2 separate regions of the Arachis hypogaea genome follow, and region 2 is linked to region 1. Evidence: chromatin contacts called from public Hi-C data. All regions are on one chromosome and are shown on one strand. The core of a region is the stretch at or near the end of the contact, and the rest is flanking DNA. Distances in the headings are between cores, read along the strand shown. Region 1 holds the start of LOC112771062 (probable LRR receptor-like serine/threonine-protein kinase At1g53430). Region 2 has its middle 11 kb from the start of LOC112773243.

Evidence for each region. A called contact is a pair of places that touch in the nucleus more often than the background predicts.
Region 2: a Hi-C map of leaf shows a contact between it and region 1, with 2.6 times the contacts expected there. The contact joins the enhancer-like site here to the promoter of LOC112771062 in region 1. A contact is called at or near these places in 3 of 8 Hi-C or Micro-C datasets (leaf and an unstated tissue).

The regions. Positions count from the first base shown.
Region 1 is chr18:32,983,429-32,986,639 of arahy.Tifrunner.gnm2.J5K5, forward strand. LOC112771062 (probable LRR receptor-like serine/threonine-protein kinase At1g53430) reads right to left here and starts at 1,509. Exons shown (of 24, transcript XM_025815647.3): 1 at 935-1,509. The coding sequence starts at 1,064.
Region 2 is chr18:33,148,722-33,151,932 of arahy.Tifrunner.gnm2.J5K5, forward strand. No RefSeq gene overlaps it. Among protein-coding and RNA genes, the nearest start is that of LOC112773243, 11 kb to the right of the region's middle. Within about 2 kb of position 1,505, at least 2 of the 3 cell types and tissues checked have open chromatin away from gene starts, as enhancers often do.

The DNA of each region.
Region 1 (3,211 bases), core at 259-2,758:
TAAAAATGCATACAAGATATTTTATTTATTGAAAATTTATTAACATTATTTTTAAAAATTCCGATTTACAAGTTCATTTCATTTTATGGTAAAAGAAAAACGAGTTTCAAATAAATATAATAAAAGTACATGACTCCATCATTATTTTTGTGGACACCAAAAACCTTCAAAAACAACTGACAAGTCCATCTACAAAAAATCTATGTCATCATATAAATAATTCCAAAAAATAAAATAAAATAAAAAATAAGGAAGTGTATGATAAACAATTCGCCATTATTGCTAGCAGATAAGTAAAACATGTCACCATGAAAACGAAAAGAAAAGAAAAGAAAAGGAAAAATTTTTGAGAAAACTAGATGTGCAGAAGCTCCAATAAGAAAAAACAATATAAATTCATGTGCCAAGTAATAGAAACATAGGAAGATTGACCATGATCAGTTCAAGTTTTGGATCTGGTAACTGACATAAAAAAACCAAACAGCAAAATAATAAAAGAAATAGCAATTGAAGTTGATGATAGATAAATAAATAAATAAATTCTGGAGGTATAAGCAGAGAGCAAAGAACACAAACTTTATTCGGCAAAAACAGAACAAGGTAATCAAAAGCAATGCCAAAAACAAGGACAATCACTTCAAACTCCAAACTCAATCTCTACGAAAATGATTGATTATATATATATATGTGGTCTATTTAATTAATTCATACAATTCGAAACGGTTATAATGCAAATCTTTTCATTCTTTCTTATTTTCACACACAGATCGTTAACACAAAGTTCTCATACATTTTTTCTTTTCTGCCAGAAAAGAGCGTTAGTGTTATTTTTTATGGCAGTTTTTTCTTCCTTTAAAAAAAAAAGAGCACCACGGAAGTTATAGAAGTTACTGAAACCCAAAAAAAAAAAAAAAACAGAGAAGATGAATTGTACCTTCATCTTGTGGTATGAGTTGAGCGAAGGATCCAAACTGTTGGAAGCAATTGAAGGCAAGGAACACAATGATGAAGAAGGCTTTGAAGTTTTTGGAGCTTGTTGGCATAACAAACTCCACCTTCATCATGATATGGTGTGTAATTAATTATTGCTGGCCACCTTAATTTAATTTCCCGTTGGTTTTGAGAAAGGGACGAAGAAGAAGACAAGAAGAGTAGCTATGATTATGTGTTATTATTTGTGGGAGCGAAACAGAGTCAATAAGAGAAAGAGAAACGTTTTAAAGCCATGTGTGTCTACAGTCTACTCTATATCTATTTATTTGTCATGAATCAAATGAGGAACTTCCGAGTGATGGAACTTCTAAGTATCTTTTGTTGAACTTGAAATAGATTTTTATTTAAAAAAGAGAAAAGAGGTTAAGTACGATTTTGATCTCTAAAATATGGTTCAAAAATTTTTTTGTCCTCAACCTTTTTTTTAATATAAAATCGTTCATAAGGTTCAACTTAGTTTTAAAATAGTACTTCGGATCAAAATACTCTCCTCCAACAAACTTACTTCACCAAAATACTTAGTTTTGCTTATTCTTTTTCTTCTTCATCATCACAGTATCAGTAACAATAACAATGGAATCAGAAGTGTAAGATCCAAAACTTTTGAAAAGTCTTATTATGATCAAGTCTCAAATCATATAGTTATTTATAGCCTTAATTTCGGAAATCATTTTATTAAAGATAATTAAGGCAAGTTGTGATTTATTGAATTTGAGACAAGTTATGATTTATTATCCAATTTTATAATTATTGGATTATTTTCTATAATTATATTATAAAGTTGGTAGTTGTAAAATAATAAGGATTTCTATATGATTTGGATTAAATAATTAATTTTTTAAATATTAATACAACTATTTTGGAAAATAGAGAAATTAATTATACTATTTCTAATTATTTGATTTGGACATTTTATTGAAAATAATTTGTGAAAGTGATGAACAAATAATATTTTCTATATATAATTAGTGTTGAATTTAATTGAGTTTCAATTACTATATTATCCCCTACTTTTATTTGAAATTACTAAACTACCCCTAGCCTAACACAAACCATAGTTTTCAAAATGATGAAACCCTAATTTCCAAGCATAGCAGCCGCCACCCTTTCTTCTTCCCTTCAGCAAACCTGCAACCCAACGAAGGAAACAGAAACAGAAAATCATGGGGGAGGGAGCTTGAGAAGGGAGATCTGGCAGAGAGGGAAGGGCTGCGCCGTGACCACTACCCAGCCGTCGCTGCCGCCCCGCGCTTACTTACTCACCGCCGCCGCTGTTTCTGTGATCCCCAGCGGCGCTGCCGGCGAGCGCGAAGCCAGAGGAGAAGAAAGATACAGACCAAGAAGGGAGAGCGCGCGTGCAGGGGAGGAAGGAGCCGCCTAGCTCGCTGCCGCCGCGCTGCTCGGGTCTGTTGAACCCTCCTTGCTGCCGCCGTTCATGTCGCGACCAGAGGGGAGCGAGAGACCAAAGAGGGAGGCGTCGCGCAAGGAGGGAGCTCACGGTAAAGAGAGAGGGGAGCTACCTTGCGCGCCGCCGTCGCACCTGCATACCGCCGCTGCTACCGCGAGCGGGCCGTCGCCGGAGCTGGGTAGTCGTCCTTGCCAGCTGCAAAGAGAAGCGAGATAAACCCCCTCCGTGTCTGCTGCTTCGGGCTGCTGAGAAAGGTCTTGGCGCCGCCGGAGCTTCCGTTGCCGTCAGAAGCTGCCGCCGTCCAGCCAGCTGCTGCAGTGGTCGTCGCCTGTCGTGAATGATTACCGGAGAAGTGGTTGTGGCTGTCGGAACCACACCGGAGCTTCTGGCCGTTTTTGCCACTTGAGACCCCGCTGCCGTCGCCGGAAAACGCCCCTGCCGCCGTTGAGATCCAATGCCGGTAAGAGTTTCGAATTTGGCTTTCGTTTCTTGTGAGATTCTGGAGTTTTATTGTTGTGGCATGTTGGTTTCAGTCACCGTTGCCGGAGTCGGGTCGCCGCAGCCGCTGGAGGTGGCTGCCGGGGCCACCGCCCAACCGGTTCAGAAGGCGCTGCGGTTCGGTTCAGCCGTTCTTTCTTAGTTTCAGAGTTAGAACCCGAGTTTACTTGTGGCGTTGAGGCTGTTCCTACTATTGAGAAAAACACACGGAGCCGGGACTTTGATTGTCGATTTCGGGTTGAGGCGGGGAGGACTCTATGACGCGTTTGGGTTATGGAATTGCGTTTTGAGGTAGGGGCGCTTTCCGAAAAC
Region 2 (3,211 bases), core at 255-2,754, 170 kb after region 1:
CAAGGTTCCGTGAATCCTTGCAAAGGTATGTTCGGATAACCGTTGTGGAGAGCCAGCCGCGCGAGGGTGGTACTATTTATGTGACCCAAAAGTATATGCAACCGGGAAGAAAGTGGAATGTTATGCATGTGTTGGCTTTGGATAAATATACGTGCAGTTGCCAAAGAATGGAATCGTTTGGGCTACCTTGTGTGCACATACTCTCAGTTTTGGTTTGGTTAGATGTGGGTTCTCTTCCAGACACCTTGGTCTTGGGGAGGTGGACTAAGTCGGCCAAGTTCGGTTTGTATGATGATATTGCTGGGGAGAAAATAGTCGATATTGCTGCCTTGTATAGGATGCGGATGGGAACGTTTCTGCAGCACCGCGAGTGTTTAGCTCAGCTTGTGTATAACAACGATGACTTATTCAAGTTGTATTCAGAGCAGATAGTTCAGGAAGCAATTAGTCTTGAAAGTATGAATGATTTGGGGAATAGTGTCGGCATTGGTGGTGGTGGCGACAATGGTAGAGTACTAGATCCGATTGGGGTTTGTACTAAGGGCACTGGGCGTGGAAATGTACAGGTTGGGGCGAGGGGAACGAAGCGTAGAAAGTGTAGCACGTGTGGGATAGTCGGACATCGTCGAACTCAGTGCCAAAATCAGGCGAACATGTCGGTGCCGAACAGCCAAGATGAGGTGCCGCGAATGGTGTCATAGTCTGTGGCGCGTGTAAGTAGTAAGGTCACTTTAGATTAGTGACATAACACTTGTTGAGCTGATGTAATGCTTTATTCGATTTGCAGACTGAATTTTCTCCTGCGCGTAGCCTTTCGATCAAGAATATTGGGGTGTGGGATTGCTATCGTCCATCAGCGGCGAACACTTCCGACTTTCGAGCAACTGCGGATGGGTGTTCCCCAAAGTAATTTCATGCCTTACATGCATGTGTGATGTAGTTGAGAGAAAGATTGGCCTTTCTAGGACTTGGTAAGTGTGGCTTAGGGTGGTACTATTAGTCATTCTGGACCATTATTGGTTAAATAGGCCAGCAAAGCTCATTCATGTGAAGATACTGAACGTGTAATGGATTGCCGAAGTATCAAGTATTTATGCCCCGGTATACAGTGTTTAATCTATCATGTTTATCAGTTTTTTACACTTTCGAAATTGAATCCAATTATGAAAGAACCGTGTTATGTAGGTGTTGTTCTTTTCATGGAGATGTTTTTCTTATTTCTAAAAAAACATATTTTCATTATGAAATAAATATTTACTGCATGTTTCTATTTTTTGATTGAGATGGAAACTTTAGTTTTATTTAAGTGTATAGTCAATCTTCGATAACTATGAAATGTAAATAATAAAAGTATAAATCGAAGTCAACCGAAATTGTCATCTTACATTACAATTTTGAAAATAACTTTGAATAAAAAAATAAATCACAGAATTGGCTAGTATTAACAAGTTTCGAATGGGCCATGAACCTCATCAGCCGCATTTGTTAGTAACGGGCCAGAATCGGTGGACGTCCACCACACGCATAGTCAGCATAAATTACGAATAATATCACTAAAAAAATGGTTGTGGCATAAGTTACGAATAATCTCACTAAAAAAAATGGTTGTGACTTAGATGCAGGCCCAAATTTGGTAGGTAAATTTTGTATATATTTATTTTTTCTATTAGCATAAGTTCCATTTGGTCATAGTGGCGGGGTAGATTAAACCGAAGTGTAAGTGTGTGTTTGGATATTTGTATATTAGCTGATCATTTTAATTTAGATATTTGAGTATATTTTTTTAATTAATTTTATAATAAAATTATTATTTATATACTAAAATAATAATTATATATAAATTTTGGCAAAATATATTTTTAATAAAAAATAAAAGAATATAAAATTTAGTGAGTACTAAGAATAATATAAAAAATAAATATTTATATTGGTCATAGTGATCGAAATAAATCAAAAAGTTTTTTATGATATTTTTTATATTGTATATTTTTAGTATGCTATAATTTTTTACTATTATTATTATGTATGATTAATTTTTTGTTTAATTTACTTTACTTAATAGGATTAATAAATCATATTAAAACTAGCATGACAATATATTTACTAATAATAACTAGCATGCATTAATATATATAAAGGTTGTGGAGCTTTTCGGCCACACTGAAGAAGACAACTACAAGTGGGTCATCCGGCCAAAGCATGCATGGCCCTATCATAGTTGCACCCTGCAGGTTGTAAGCCCAGTAAGTAACATCAGTTTCTAATACACCACCAAAAAGACACATCTTTGCTTTTTAATATACAACTAAGATTACCCTACTACGTAGTAGGTACACAGTTTCATATAGTTATAATACTACGGGAAAAACAAGTTCTTTAAGGCAGGTTGCCACAAACAGAGGGGCTGCTTCCACCGTTAGATACGTATCTAGAATTTACAAAAGAGAGTTCGGTACTATAGGAGCTTATGGCATGTGGATAGTTGTGGGATCCTACTCTTTGTTGGCCGTGATGTCACGCCATAGGAGCTCTGCTTTTGCTTCCACGAGTCCTCGAACCTGATTTGGTTCAGATTGGATGAGATATGCGGTTGTCCTCATCCTAACTGCAAGTGTGCCCACCTACATGGGCCCAGGTCAACACAAAGCATAGTTACTGTCATTGTGTTAGAAGTTATATGTAAATTCCATGTAATAAATTATGAGTAAAAGGCGTAGCATAAGCAATAATTGGCATAGCCAAGCTTACTGGAGGACTAAAGATCTTTGTGGAGAATCTTCCTTCCTGCTACAGCCAGTACAAGCACCAAACACCAGTTTCCTCACTACAATCATGATTAGGGTCATTAAAATAAAGGCGATTAATTTCAAGAATGACCGAATAGCTTCTGTTGTTCTAAAACTGAATTATGCACAATAAACCCATGATTTAAAAAAAAAAGAAATTTCTGTTAACCTTCCAAGCTTGCTGGGGATGTCCTTGGGATAGTTAAAATTTTTCCATGTAGAGGGATCGCAAGAGCCATCCTTGAAGTTCACAACATTCCTTTCTGTCATGAACAATTTGCCTAAAGTGCGGCACTGCAACACAAGGACGAATTACATAGGTTAGTGGTTAAGGGTCGAAATGTTTAGTGAAAAAGAATAACTTAATGGATTCGTAAGTTACAATTCGTGTCATGTAGGTCTCACGCCGGACTATGCTCTCATCG